Linked DNA regions of Danio rerio: region 2 is linked to region 1. A link is a contact called in public Hi-C data. All regions are on one chromosome and are shown on one strand. The core of a region is the stretch at or near the end of the contact, and the rest is flanking DNA. Distances in the headings are between cores, read along the strand shown.

What was found. Hi-C and Micro-C count contacts between places; a contact is called where the count stands out from the background.
Region 2: a contact with region 1 is called in a Hi-C map of embryo, with 1.7 times the contacts expected there. The contact joins the enhancer-like site here to the promoter of unc5b in region 1. A contact is called at or near these places in 1 of 18 Hi-C or Micro-C datasets (embryo) and 1 of 4 datasets of contacts at active chromatin or transcription factors (gastrula embryo).

What each region holds. Positions count from the first base shown.
Region 1 is chr13:32,514,197-32,518,670 of GRCz12tu, reverse strand. unc5b (unc-5 netrin receptor B) reads right to left here and starts at 1,965. Exons shown (of 17, transcript NM_001111149.1): 1 at 1,629-1,965. The coding sequence starts at 1,716.
Region 2 is chr13:32,562,811-32,567,284 of GRCz12tu, reverse strand. All of the region lies in intron 1 of unc5b (unc-5 netrin receptor B), which reads right to left. Among named protein-coding and RNA genes, the nearest start is that of unc5b, 48 kb to the right of the region's middle. Within about 2 kb of position 2,169, at least 8 of the 62 cell types and tissues checked have an H3K27ac peak or open chromatin away from gene starts, as enhancers often do. A contact at or near this core is called in gastrula embryo, where this site is marked.

The sequences.
Region 1 (4,474 bases), core at 716-3,215:
CTGGTGAGGATAAATGGTGAACTCATTTTCATTTTTGGTAAAACTATCCCCTTTAAATTACTTTTAGGCAACTGCTAAATGTCCCAGATGCATCTATATAAAACTGTTGGGTTTTTTCTATAATAGACTCTTCTGTGAGTAGTTTATTATAAGAAAGGACACTTAAACTACAATACACACCCGTTTCCATGTCTGAAGTTAAATCATCCTGTCCCTTTTCTTTCCAATTTCTCTTTCCCATTGGAAAACCAATCTACTAAACCCTTCAAATGTGCACTTCTGTGTCAATCTGATTACATATGTGGCCATAGTGCAGAGAGGGAGAGAGATTTCTTTCCCGCTTCATTGCTTCCCGTCACTTCTAAGGTCAGACAGAAGGTAAGCTAGCCTTCATGCAGAAACAATAACACATCACAACATGATCTGCTCGTGAATATTTCTCCTCTGTATGGGAAATAATATCTTGAACTTGTCAGATGTGTCAGCAAATGGTTTGGTTATTTTATTAGATCGTTTTCAGTATGATTTTCTGATGAACCTGCAGTGCAGCCGTTGCTGACAATGTAATTTTGTTACATCCAAACTATTCTAAAGTCATTGGGAAGAATCAACTTTTAAACTTTGTTTGAAAAAATAAACTACTTTTGCATTAAATTCTTTATTCCCCACTTTTAAAAAGACAAAGAAACTTCTACCAGCTCCTAATCAAGTTCATGTGCTAAACGTAACCCTAAGCTACATCAATCAGAAAAGCAAAATAACAGACAGGAATGGATTTTTAAGCTGCACACTATAATTCAGAATTCACTATCTCTGCTTTCCCTCAGATGTTGTTTCCCTTTTTTACTAGGTTTATTTTTTCTGTCTTTCAGGAGCCAGGAAGGCATTGAGCTAAACCTTAATTACTCCAAGAACACCAGGGGTTCTGCTTTTTATCCGCTGCTTGGAAGCTCAGCACGGCAAGCAGAAAGAGAGGAGATCAACAGAATATTTCCTCTCTGAAGGGAGAGAGAGATGAGTGCACATGCAGCAGTCACATCCCTTCATCAGATTCTTAGTTATTATTACCTATTACACTGCCTTACAACTCTAGATAGATAGATAGATAGATAGATAGATAGATAGATAGATAGATAGATAGATAGATAGATAGATAGATAGATAGATAGATAGATAGATAGATAGATAGATAGATAGACTCTATATGAGTTTAATATTTAAAATGAACAGTGCCACCTGTTATAATTCAAAGATAATGCATAAAGACATTTAGCAAAGTGGATCAACAAAAGCCATTACTGAATGGATTTTTCCTCCATGATTCTCGTGGAAGGTTGTAGCAGGCTTTTATGGAATATTATAAAGAATTAGGTCTAAAAAGCATACTGTAAGCGACCTATGAGTCATCTGCTTATTTCTGAAGAGAATCAAAAGGCATCATTTATTCTCAATAGTCGACCAATATCCTGAGTGACGACCTTATTATCTCCAAACTTATCTGTGTTTTTGGGTGTGTGTGTGAGTGAAGGCTACGTGAGTTGATAACGCACTTCTGTTTTCCCGTACGTTTCATTCTGAAAGTATAAGGAAGTGTTTAATATTAAGCGTTACATTTAACCGGCTCGTACCTGCATGTATTACTAAGGTTGAGCTGAGTAGAAGTAAACCGAGCAGGGAGGCGGGAGACTGGTCGCGGTGTATCCACGTTGAGAGCATCTTCACCCGGTCACGCTACTGCCAAACGCCCCCCAGGTGCTCTCGCTCCAGTCGGCTGAAGCCTCGCTGAATCCTCCGTGAAGGATACTTCAAATAGTGTGAAATATGGAGACGGGTTCCTCCTCGAACTTTACAAACTTATAAAAACAGGCTGCACCGTGGTGGTTTTTAATAGAAACCTGGTCCAGAACTTTCCCCAAAATGTGTAAAAGCTACAGTTTCACCAAATGTTCGCTCAGGCACATCGCAGACCCCGTCCGTAGTGAAACGCATCAACCAGCGTAAAGTTCATCTCACTTACAACTCCACTGAAACAAAGAACGCGTTTCTCTCTGAAAACAGTGGATAAAGCGAAAACAAAAGTACTTGGCAGCTTTTATTCCTGTAGCGGCGAGAAGAAAAAGTTGTCCGTAAGCGTTAAGCATAATGCCATCGTTGTGAGATGTCCGCTGCTATCTGTGGAGCGCCATAGTCCTGACGCTGCCGCTCGTCTGGATCTCGAGAACTGAGTGTAAACACACGGACACGGGTATGAAGCGCGAGCCTCCAGACTCTCATCTCCCATCAGCCAATCATCAACCTTCACTGAGCCACACTGAGCGCTGGAGAACAGGGACGCCAATAGAGATGTGAATGGAAACACAGAAATCCCGGAGGCGGATTAAGGGATTCGGGGAAAGGACAAACATTCATATTTTTTTCTTAAAATAATAATTATTATAGCAAAACAGAAATTATGGAGTAATTTAAATAGGCATATTGGTTTATTAATGTAGTGTGAGCTGCAGTACTTTGGCATTTATATATAAATATTATCATTAGACTTTTAAATTATTATTGTTACTATTATTATTATTATTATTATTATTATTATAAATTATTATTATAATTATTTATTTACAAAAGAAAACGTATTTAGAAAGCAATATAAAGGATTCTGGTGAGAATTAGCTACATTCTTTTGACCTTTAGCATGTAATTATGTCTTTAATACAGATCTACTGTAATTATGATTAATTAAGGGTGGTTTGATAATGACGGATGATTATGATGTGTTAATGTTAGTTTCAGGATTAGTGTTAGTAACACTATCACAATTCACAGTCATGCCTCCCAGCATATTTTAGTCAGGTTCAGTGCATTAATGAACTTCTTGTTGAGACCACCACAAGAGGGCGACAGTTCATACATGTGCTTTCCGAGTCCATTCAGAAGTTGAATACAGGCTGATTGTCCATTGTGTCCACTTTGTTTCATTTTGTTATCCTTACAGAAGACTGCGGTCAGAGCTGTCTGGTTTTGGTTGTGTAAGCAGGAACTAAAATCTAGACAGGTTATTCAAACTGCTGTCCAGGATCGGAAGCAGAATCGTTTGAACTGCAATTACTATGCAGGGCCATCTTGGAGTCTGGCAAGGGCAGCAGTTCCTGATCTGCAGGTATTTCTAAAGCAGATAGCTAAAAATGCACCGCAAACAACAATTTAAATTTTCAAGAGAAAGTAAATGTTTTTCGTTTTTAAAAAGATTGTTGGGAACTTACAACTTTTGATTGTTTGTTTATTTATGTATGTATTTATTTATTTATTTAATTTTATTTTTCTTCAGGTTCAATGTTAAATTCCTGAAATATGTATGTACATATGCATGCGTATGTAAAAAATGTAAAACAAACAATCAACTAACTAACTAACTAACTAACTAACTAACTAACTAACTAACTAACTAACTAACTAACTAACTAACTAACTAACTAAATAAATAAATAAATAAATAATAATACTTTTTGTATGCCGCATATATACTGTAACTTTACAAATACAAACTCACAAGGAGGTACTTATTTTGAATAAGTCAGTGAATGGAATTTCAATATGATAGAGTACACAACAACTCTTGCAGAACCTTCATAACTGAATAATAACAATAAGCAAAAACCCACTGATGCACATTGTTTGTTAATCATGTTGTAGATGTGGGGTTAAAAAAAAACTGATTTTGTGTACATTGCTAACTTGGCAACTTGCAGATATTAAATTCTCTGGAGGACTTGAACGCTGCATGAATGCCATACTTTAAACATGAGAAACAAGTGACTTACGGATCCTGAAAATTGAAGACAACTATTTTGATCGCACCCTGGTGGCTGGCTAAAAAAATTGTAAATAAAAATACATTAAATTCAATTCAAGTTTATTTGTATAGTGCTTTTGGTTTCAGAGAAGCTTTACAAAAGATGTACATTATTGCATTACAATCAGATTAGGTTAAAGTTACAATCAAGTATAAGTTATTATTATATACACAGATAACCTGCAATTTTTTTGCAAGTGTATTTCTTTATGTTGTCCTGGAAGTCCTAGATCAGGGGTGACCAATCTCGTTCTGAGATCCGTTGCCCTCTAGGGTTTAGCTTCAACTTGCCTCAACACACCTGCCTGGGTGTTTCAAGTATACCTAGTAAGACCTTGATTAGCTTGTTCAGGTGTGTTTGATTTGGGTTGGAGCTAAAATCTGCAGGACACCAGACCTCCAGGAACAAGTTTAGTGATCTCTGCCCAAGATGGTTGGGATCATTTCTTTTTATGAGTTCTATTTGCACTTCAAATGTTGTTTTCCTAGGGGGTGGTGGGGGGTGCAGTGGGTAATGCTGTCTCCTCGTGTTCACGTGGGTTTCCTCCGGGTGCTCCGGTTTAGTGTATGTCTGTAAATGTGAGTGTATGGGTTTTTCCCAGTAATGGGTTGCAGCTGGTGCATATA
Region 2 (4,474 bases), core at 920-3,419, 48 kb before region 1:
ATTAAATGATAATCATTTTAAGCATAGAAATAAATAAATAATAATAAATACCTTGTAAATAAATTGACAAACAAATAAACAAATAGGGCGAAGTAGTGGCGCAGTAGGTAGTGCTGTTGCCTCACAGCAAGAAGGTCGCTGGTTTGAGCCTCGGCTGAGTTGGCGTTTCTGTGTGGAGTTTGCATGTTCACCCTGCATTCGCGTGGGTTTCCTCCGGGTTGCTCCGGTTTCCCCCACAGTCCAAAGACATGCGGTACAGGTGAATTAGGTAGGCTAAATTGTCCATAGTGTACGAGTGTGTGTGTAAATGGGTGTGTGGATGTTTCCCAGAAATGGGTTGCGGCTGGAAGGGCAAAAGTGTGTGTGAGTGTAAATGGGTGTGTGGATGTTTCCCAGAAATGGGTTGCGGCTGGAAGGTCCATCCGCTGCGTAAAAACTAGCTGGATAAGTTGGCGGTTCATTCCGCTGAGGCGACCCCGGATTAATAAACGGTCTAAGCCGACAAGAAAATGAATGAATGGAATAAACAAATAAAAAAATAAATGAATGAATAAAAAAATAAATAATTTCATACAGTTTATTAAGAGAACATAACAAAATAAGTTGTCTATTCAACTCCTATGTGTCCTCTGAGCAATATTTGTCGAGTTTTGAGTGAACTATCCCTTTAAATCTTGTGTTTGTGGGTGTCTACAGTGTTTCTGGGTATTGGACACATTGCATGGGAATGGTGTGAAGATGGAGAGGCCATCAGTGCTCTTCTTCCTGAGCTGCTGACTCTGTATTGGGGCGCAGCTAGAGGGCGCCACCCCCCACTGAGCCCATTTATCAGCCCCCATCAATAACTGCCCCATTGCACAGCGCAAACCTCTCTCCCCCAACACCACCTACTGCATGAGAACAGACAGAGACCCCTAAATCATCAATCAACCCCAGACAAACATCAGGGGGAGAAAGAAAGAATGAGGGAGATCATGTGAGTGCTTTTTAGTCACTGAAACAAACAGGTCTTAACGTCAAAGTCAAGAGCGGGCACCTCACGTATGTGTGTGTGTGTGTGTGTGTGTGTGTGTGTGTCTGAATGCAGGGTTGCACTGGTGCTGATCGCTCTACATGTGTGTGGCTGGTTGCCATGACGTTTAGTCACATGGACTTGATCTCCCAGAGGACCTTTAGTTGATACACAGATCTCCATGGAACAGAGCAGCACTGAATTTTCCATTAGCCGCCTCTCTTTTCTTGCTTTCTCTCAAGAGAAGCTATGATTATTATCATTATTATTAATATTGTTTTTGCAAAAGACAGAAGCACAAAAAAAATTAATAGTTAATCAGTGTCATATCAGGATGGGAGACCTTTTTCATCTTGGAGTCAAGCCGAGCTCCTGTGCCACATTCATGTCTATGTGTTTGGATATTTTGCTTTCAGGTTAACTCCAAAAATGCTGCTTTTTAAATGAGACCCTGGACCACAAAACCAGTCACCTAAAACGAAATTACATCATCTAAACACAGAAGCTTTCCATTGATATATGTTTTTTAGGGCCTGAAATATTTGATGAATATGATATAATTTAAATATTGAGAAAACCTCATATAAAGTTGTGCAAACTATGCATACTACTACTCAAAGATTAAGCTTGTCTTCATGGAACATGACTCATTCATTCATTAATTTTCCTTCAGCTTAGTCCCTTTATTTATCAGGGGTGACCGCAGCAGAATGAAGCTGCAACCCAGCACTGGGAAACACCCATACATTCTCATATGCACACACTTATACCCTGGGGTCAATTTAATTTATTCAATTCACTTATAGTGCATTTCTATGGACTGTGGGGGAAACCAGAGCACCTGAAGGAAACCCAAGCAAACACGAGGAGAAAATAAACACTTCACACAGGTGTGTTAAAGGAAGTTGGAGCTAAACTATGCAGGACACTGGCTCTCCAGGACCAAGTTTGGACATCCCTGTTCTAGACCCACGTATCCATGAGTAAGGTTTTATATGCGTTCAAGCAATAGCTAAACATCCGGCTATTTCACATGTATAGAGAGCATTTAAATAGTTCCTTTAATGCACCTTTACCCCCAACAAAAACCCTACCCCCTTCCCCGAGTGGAGCTGTGGAGCCAGGCTGCTTTAAATGGGTGTAATTAGATGAGAAGATGAGCAGCATTCCTTCCTAAGGGCAGGGTGATTACAGGCCCTCTCTAGACTCCCTACAATTACCCACTCTACTCCAAACACACACACACACACACAAACACACACACACCCACACACACACACACACAGAGGAATGTTCTCAACAAACTACTCCACCTGATTACCACTCAGTGCAAGGACGTACAGAGGACGACACACAACCACTCCAAACCTAAAACCCCAATTTTGAAGAGACAATCTGAACGCTTTGACCTCTGACCCCCGATGTCATCAGACACAAGCCTCGGTCAGTGACGGGGTGATGTTCAACATTTCAGCAACTTCCCTTCACCCTCCTCCTCCTCACCTTCATCTTAAAGCACGGACACAGACTCTGTCTTTGTCTTTCTTTCAATATATCATATCACAGGGACTGTTGTAATTATAGAAAATGGTATGTTGAGAGACGCTCGCTCCGTCGCTCGCTGCAGATTATAATGAAGAGCAACCTGTGAGTCATTCAGTCTTGTTCTGTGCTCAGAGTCAAAGACTAAAACGTTTATTTTCAAACCTCTCATTTCTGAAACATTCATTAAGGGACTCTAGCATTTATCGCTTGTATCCAATCATTTGCAGACTATTATACATTACGAATAGCAATAAAATGGCCTGTGTATGCACGTGTATACACAAACACTAATAATAAATCATGTGTGTTTTCTAGAAGAAACCCTAATGATAACAATAATAAATCATTATCATGATGAATTCCTTTAGGACACATTAGACTCATGAAATGGGCTGGAGTAAGTCTAGTTTTCTGATTCAAAGTCAGTGGATTGTGTTGGATTGCAGATAGTTGAGAGAAACTAAGTTGTGTTTCTTGTTAATATAGAAAAAAACAACATATATAAATATATTCCTATTAGGGCTGCACGATATTGGAACAATCTGACATTTTGATATTTTGTTGCAAAGATATACAGTGCTCAGCATATACAAGTACACCCCTCACAAATCTATCTTTTACATTCATATTTTTAATAGGAGGCTTTATAATATTATATTTGTGCATATACTACATTAGATTTGTCAGTACTGAAGCCAAATCTGAAGCTTATCTAATGAAACAACTTACGATAATGGTCCAAAAACTTTTTTTTCCAAATTTTTAAATTATATTTTAAGATGTACAAGGGATGCTCATTAGTAATGCTAATTATCAACCAACAAGCGCTGTTCGATAACCGAATAATAACGGTTAACTGGTCAGATTAATATTAAATTATTATTAAATAAAATTAATAATTGACGTGTCTATTTTGTGTCTGACACATTAAATATTGCATTTTAAAATACCGATTTATTTTAACGTGAACAACAGCATACAGAACATCAGAACAACAGCACATCTTCAAGCACCTGCAGGGTATCCAATAGCATACAAAAACAGAATAAACAAAATAAAAATAATAAATTAAATAGTCCAGCAATAGATATTTTTTTACCTAAATGACAAGTTTATATTACAAAATAAAAACACTGACAGAATCCTTTTTAAGAACCGGCATATGCTGTTTGTCTAATCATATGTTGTTGTTTTTTTCTTCCTTTAAAAAAAATAGCAGGTTACCTCAAATCGATCGCCCAAAGAAAATATGTATTTAATCAAATGAAAACCCCGCCTCTACTTTCATTTGATTGAAGAATGAAAAAGATGTGATTGATGTAACACACTTTTTCCACTCTATTACGATTTTCAACTTCAAAACGTGAGGCGCAGGGCGCCACAAAACTCACGCAGCCATTAGTAAACTATTCAAAAGACGTCCCTCCAAACGAAAAAAGCATGTTCACTGTGATCGGCCCCTGATGCAGCCAAACTTTAAAAATATATTTAATAATGTTGTTTAATCATTTAACTGATACCATCAAAAAAAAACAAAAAAAAACGACACCCTTTCGGCTAATGGTTAATCGGTTATTATGAGCATCCGTAGTACATACACATTTCCATGTACCAGAAATAACATAAACCAACAAGCAGACAAATTCTGAGGCTTCTCAGTATTTTACATCAGATTGCAATATCACATCATTTACTAATCTCTACTAATTTCCAAATCCGCCACCATAAAAAGTCCATAAACTCGATCAAAAATTATGTATTTATTTATTATTCGATAAGCTACTTTTTTCATTGAACATTTTTTCATTGTTTGTTACCATCTCTTTCACACCCTTCCAGAAGCTCTGTATTCCTTTACAGTCATACAGCGTTCCTTTAAGGTCCCTGCATCTCAAGCAAGTATCTGGATTATTTTTT